Regions from separate parts of the Mus musculus genome. Here region 2 is linked to region 1. The links are chromatin contacts, called in public promoter capture Hi-C maps. All regions are on one chromosome and are shown on one strand. The core of a region is the stretch at or near the end of the contact, and the rest is flanking DNA. Distances in the headings are between cores, read along the strand shown.

Region 1 (3,067 bases), core at 374-2,873:
CTCCTGGCTGTCTCCTCAGCCCAGCCTCCTGCCCAGGAGAATATCTCCCAACACACTATGCCAACTCTAAAAGCACAAAACCTTTGTCACAACTAACATAAACTCCCAATGGAATCTTCTTTCTGTGGGGAGTCCATACCGGGATGCAGCATGGCTTACTCTTCTGCTCCTGGTAAGATACCTGGCCAACATGGAGCAGCTGTGGACTTGTTCTCTGCTTACTTTGCCATTAAGTGTGGTCAAGTGACTCTACCTACCCACTGAATTTCCTCAGGGCAACACAAACCCCAGGCCTGGATAATTAAGTACACAGCATTAGCCGCAGGGCCAGGTATAGCATCAATGCTAATTGTAGTATTGTTGAGAAAAGGATTATCCTCCAAGGACTCTCTCTGGTCCTAGGGCATCTCAGTAGACACAGTCCCAAGGGGATGCTTCCTTCTCTCCATAGAGCAACACCAAAGCTTTGGAGGAGGTTATCTGAGGAGACAGGAGCCCTGTGGCTTGCTGGGAATACACAGATCAAGGTGGCAGGTCACGCACACATCACCACGCCCCATAGCCTCATGTATCCACCTCCACACCAGCCCCCTCACATCCACATCCGAGAAGAGAGAACACGAGAACTCGGGTGTGCACTCACCCCAGCCCACGTGCGCTGGGAACACAAGGGGCTATCAACCTGTTACCCTTGCCCCTGTTAGAAGCCCATGGGCAATGGGGGACTGCTCATGGATCTCCCACCTAGGTGAGCCTGCCAGGAGGGCCAAGTGTATTTGCATATAATTTGCATGTGTTGACACAACCCTTCCCATCTCTGCACAGAGCTTTCCCAAGCTAACCTGTTATTACTGCCTCTCTGAAGTTGGCGCCGCCGCTCGCCCACCCACTGCCAGTGAGTACTACGCATGGAGACGGTCTAGGAGCTGGCAGATCAGATCAGATCACTTCAGCAACTCGCACAGCCTCACAGCCTCAGTTTCTCCTCTGGACAATGCATACCAAGACAGCTCTGTACAAAAACTCCCGATGTAAAATGTCCAGAGTGAAGTATTGCTTGCATGGAGGGAGCTCTTGATTTGCAGCACAGGGCTCAGAACGGCCTCTGGGTGAAGAAGTCGGTTCCCTAGGCCTCAGTGACTAGTTGTCACAAACTCAAAACTACAGGACTCTTAGTTAAATTGATATTTCCTGGGAACAGTTGAGTAGTGTTTTAGGAAGAACTGCTTCTATACGACCTTCTTGTATCAAGACAATAGTCACTGTTTAATTGAAATTTAAAATTTAGCCGGGTGTCCTAGATTTTTATCTAAACGCCTTACCTGGGGCCGAGGCCAGGGGGCTCCTGTCATTACTAATATCCTGTTTTCTTACTGTTCTTACAAAGCTCTGGGGGACATGGTCTCTGTTTCCCAAATGTCCTGCTTCCTACTCTCGGATAGGAAGCAGGGGGGGCAGGAGGCTTCATGTGAGGTGAATTGAGAATTGTTGAGGGGGAGGGGAGGGAACACATGCTTCCTAATCTAGGTACAAAGCTAGTCTGTGCTCCCCTCTACTCTCTGTGAAGAGACTGGGCGGTTATCACTGTGAACGTGAGGCCCATGCTTCCTGTGGTGAAGAGCGCGAGTGTTTTCATCAACAGAACTGGTTTCTAGGGCCTCCTCACAGGATGTGAGGCCTGTGGCAGGTCACAGAGGAAGAGGCAAGCTGTGGCAGGGGCTACAGCTTGGGGCGGGAGGGCTGGTGGTGGAAGGGGGCTGCATGTGGGCCAGGCTGTGTCAGTCCAGGGGCTGGAGCAGGAATCCAGCCCCATGGTTATCTACAGAGAGCTCTCCGTCAGGCTGCATTCTGCTTTCCTTGATTCATATTCGGTATGATGCTAGACTTACTCCATTACAGTCTTTAAGTCTTTATCTAAGCTAGGCACCATGCAGGATGGGGCAGAGCTCAGCATCTGAGGTTAAGCCCCAGTTCTACTGGCTCCTCAGAGCCATGACTGAAGGAGCCAGGGATGGAAGTGTGGCTCAGTTGGTAGAGCGCTTGTCTAGCATGCATCAGGCCCTGGGTTTGTGATCTGCAGAGTGCATAGCACACCTGTCATCCCACCATCAGAAGGTGGCAGCAGGAAGATCAGACTGTCTAGGTCATTCTCAACTATGTAGCACGTTCCGGACCATCCTAGGCTACCTGAGAACCAGGAAAGACTAGAGAACGCCCGTCAAGCTTGCCTATGAGCCATGTGTGGTAACTAGGGAGAGCTCTGCATCTAAGGGCTTTGCCAGGACAAGCTTTTCACCCTGGGGAACAGGGACACTATTAGAAAACATGTGGCTCACCCAAGAGTGACAGTTTCCTTCGAGATTTGTGAAGAAGAGGAATTGTACGGTAAGACCAGAGGATAGATCATGGAGTGTATTGAGAGATAAAAATCCAAAACTTAAAACACAAGACTCCACATTCTTCCCATAAAGTAGCACTGGGCAGGCCCCACCCTTCGGGCAAGTTGCAAAGATGACGTAACACAAGGCATCACTTTTCCCTGCCCCCACCACCTTCATGAGACAGATCTTCCTTCTGGGAACATATGTTTCCACCATGTCTGCTTCCATGTGAATGGTTAAACCCTAAGCATCCACAGCAGCTGGGGCACTGAAGTAACCCCTTGGGCTCTCACAGGTTGCTAATGGCATGCTATGGTCAGACCTCCAACAGAGGCCAGGCACCTCGAAAAACCATTTTCCTCTTGGCTTCACCAAGATGTAACTGTGTACCTGTGGTTCAAGTATGGCTAGCCTAGAAGGGACCAGAGGATTTCATAACTAATGGAGACCTGTCCTTCGCATCTGTCCCTCATGAACAGTGTGCCCCGCCTATAGCATCCATCTAGCCCCCTTCTCCTAGGTCGAAGGTGCTTCAGAGGAGGACTGAAAGAAAGTGGCCAGGGAACTTGAGGTGTGTAGGGGCTAAAACACACTCAGGCCTATGAATCTACAGTGATATAGCTCACGGTCCTTGATGCAATCATCTGAATGCCAAGGGAGAATGGAGGTGACCACATCACACCTGA
Region 2 (3,067 bases), core at 421-2,920, 150 kb after region 1:
GATCTTAAAATTAGGAGTGGAGATCCTGGCTTCCAGCCCCTGCCTTCCTGGCTTTGCCCAGGGGAAGGAGACAAGAGCCTCCCTCAGAACTGTAGCAGGAGAAGAATAGAGTAGAGAGGAGAACTCATGTATATACCAGAGTGTTTTAATTACTTATCTCTGTATTTGTCTCAAATTTTCTATTGCACACTAAGTTTCTTTGTACCATAAGCATGAACTCCACCCCACCCATGATGGCTCATCAGATAGTGAGGAAGAGGGGCCAGAAAGAATGCAAGAGACAGAGGATGGGGAGGGACTGCTGGAGGTTGTCTTCCTGATGTGAACTGACCATGGCACTCACTAACTCACAGAATCTGTACTGGCTCAAGCCAAGGTTCATCAGTACTCCCACAGGCAGCACTGAGAGGACTCGGTGGGTTATAAAAATGTTTGTGTGTATGTGTGTGTGTGTGTGTGTGTGCGCGAGAGAGAGAGAGGGGGGGGAGGGGGAGGGGGAGGGAGGGAGAGGGAGAGGGAGAGGGAGAGGGAGAGGGAGAGGGAGAGGGAGAGGGAGAGGGAGAGGGAGGGAGGAGGAAGAGGAGAGCAATGTATTAGAGAGTGTCCAGGGAAAGCGGTGAGAGGTAAGTAGTATGGGTGAATATAATCAATATAAGCATGGATAAAATTGCCAAAGAATACGTTTTTAAAGGAACATTTGGGAGTGAAGACAATACAGTGATGTAGTATTAAAAGAAAACAAACAAACAAACAACAAGAAAACAACCTTCCAGTAAGGCTGGCAAGATGGCTCAGCACGGTGACGGAGCTTGCCACTAAGCTTAATGACTGAGTCCAATCCTCTATAACAGAAGGAGAGAGCTAGCTCCAGCAGGCTGTGCACTGAGCATCATATGTACACAGCCTGCACCACCCTCCCAAATAAGTAATTCAAATGAAGAAAAACATTTTAAAGCCCTGCTTTTCAGGTGGTTCACAAGGTAAAGAAGCGGTCAAACCTAATGAGCTGGGTTGGATCTCAGGGAGCCACAGTGGAAGGGAAGAGTCAAGTGGCAAAACTGTCCTCTGACTTCCAAATGCATGCTGGGACACCATACCTGTATACACACACACACACACACACACACACTGCCACCGCCACCGCCACCACCACCACCACCACCACAAATATAGTCACACACATAATTATAATAAACACAATTTAAATTAAGAAAATTTCCCAAAAAGCTTCAGAAAACTCTTGAAACAAATTACTAGTTTTAGATGTGGAAAGCTCATCTCTAAACCACTAAAAGCAACATGGCTCCTGTACCTATTTGCATGTCTAATTACAGGCAAAATTAACATTAATTAACACTCTAACTCTAATGGTTTTGCTAAAAGACTTTCTCTAATAAGCCATCCATTTAGCAAGTATTTGCGAGCCGCCTGCCTCTCAGCTGCTTTGCTCTGCTCTGCCTTACCTTGGCTCCGATCTGGTTGCCACACTGGCCAATCTGGATGTGCACGATCTCTCTCATCCTAGCCTTGAACCCAAGAGTCAGTTAGGTCGCAGAGTCTGGAAGAGCCTGGGTCACCAGTGTGAGCTGGGTGCAGTTTCATGGTCTTGGTGGGACCAGCCCACCCAACTGCTCTCCCAATTGGCCCAGGGGTGTGTCTGGCTGAGGGCCCCACCCCAGGCCTTCCCTGCTTTCCTCAGTCAGGGTAAGAGGGGTGTTTCTCTCTCCTGCGCTGTGCTCAGTCATTTCCTAGATATGAGTTCAGCTGAGGCTTCCTCTATGTGGCAGGAACCCAGAGCTGGCCCCTCTCACAGACCTGCTCTCAACAGCCTCTGGGCTACGATGGTATCACTGACATCCATGAGTTTGGGGTGACATCCACGAATTATGGGTGACATCCATGGGTCATGGCTGAATGAAGCGGCTGGAACATACCCCAAAAGGGTATCCAAGTCACCATGTTGCCTATCCATGGCTTGCCTTGCTGTCTTCAGCCACCTTGCCAATTTGGGAGCCAGCCTCAGGCCTCGGGAACGTGGCTGGACAGTTTTCCTTCTTAAATTGCAAACTTTAATAGTAAAAACAAGTGCTAGCCTGGCCAGACGGTTCACCAGGTAAAGGCACCTGCCACCAAACCCAATGATCTGAGTCTAGTCCCTGAAACCCACACAGTGGAAAGAACTGACTCCCCCGAGGTCTTCTGATCTCCACACATGTGCTGTGAGGCGCACACACACACACACACACACACACACACACACACACACACACACAGATACAGACACACACACACAGATACACACACACACACACTAAAATAAAATAAAATAAAATAAAAATTAAAAATAGCTGTTGGCATTTCATCTAGGCTCTGCCCCACAGTTACCTGGCAACAGCCAGGTGTGCCTGACTCACTGTAAAGGGGCTGCTTGACCCCTCCCCTCTCTCTTTCTTTCTTCTACTTTTGCTCTTGCCCCTTACCCTCTTCCCTCTCTCTCCCCCACACACATGCTCATGGCCAGCCTCTACTCCTCTCTCCCTCTCTCTTCCTCTCTCTCTGTCTCTCTCTCTTTGTCTCTCTCCCTGTCTCAGTCTCTGCTACCCCCTCAACTCCCCTCCCATGCCCTAAATAAACTCTATTCTATACTATACCATATGTGGCTGATACCTCAGGGAAAAGGGATGCCTCAGTATGGGCCTGCAGAGGCACTCCTTCCCCCACCCCATACTGCACCTCCACCAAACATATTCCTTCCTTCCTTCCTTTTTTTTTTTAATGCAACACAACAATAGCTAGTACTTATAATGGTAAAATAGTCATAAAATAAAGCTTTCTTTTAAACCTGACCAAAGCCAAGAAGTGACACAAATGTCTTGAGCACTCAAGAAATTGCTATTTCATGGCCGAGAGGAGGCTCAGTGGCTAAGGGTGAGTGTGAGCGCTGTCCCTGGTGAGGACCAGTTTGGTTCGAAGCACTCAGGTCAGGCAGCTCACAAACAACTGTAACTCTAGTTCCAGGGAATGCAACATCTTCAGTTTCCCAAGGCACCTGTGCTCATAGGTGCCC

What was found. Promoter capture Hi-C pulls out the DNA fragments that hold promoters and counts their contacts.
Region 2: a contact with region 1 is called in a promoter capture Hi-C map of the HPC-7 cell line, with 2.9 times the contacts expected there. The contact joins the promoter of Tubb1 here to the enhancer-like site in region 1. A contact is called at or near these places in 16 of 39 promoter capture datasets (the 3T3-L1 cell line, the C10 cell line, the HPC-7 cell line and 11 more), 4 of 484 Hi-C or Micro-C datasets (Th2 cells, hematopoietic stem and progenitor cells, pre-pro-B cells and 1 more), 1 of 115 datasets of contacts at active chromatin or transcription factors (memory CD8 T cells) and 1 of 9 other capture datasets (liver).

The regions. Positions count from the first base shown.
Region 1 is chr2:174,601,032-174,604,098 of GRCm38.p6, reverse strand. It overlaps Gm46781 (a long non-coding RNA gene), which reads left to right. Exons shown (of 2, transcript XR_003953979.1): 2 at 826-1,287. It also overlaps a transcript of Zfp831 not described here. Among named protein-coding and RNA genes, the nearest start is that of Gm46781, 4.4 kb to the left of the region's middle. Within about 2 kb of position 1,623, at least 105 of the 459 cell types and tissues checked have an H3K27ac peak or open chromatin away from gene starts, as enhancers often do. A contact at or near this core is called in the HPC-7 cell line, Th2 cells, hematopoietic stem and progenitor cells and 4 more, where this site is marked.
Region 2 is chr2:174,449,198-174,452,264 of GRCm38.p6, reverse strand. Tubb1 (tubulin, beta 1 class VI) reads right to left here and starts at 1,670. Exons shown (of 4, transcript NM_001080971.2): 1 at 1,464-1,670. The coding sequence starts at 1,520.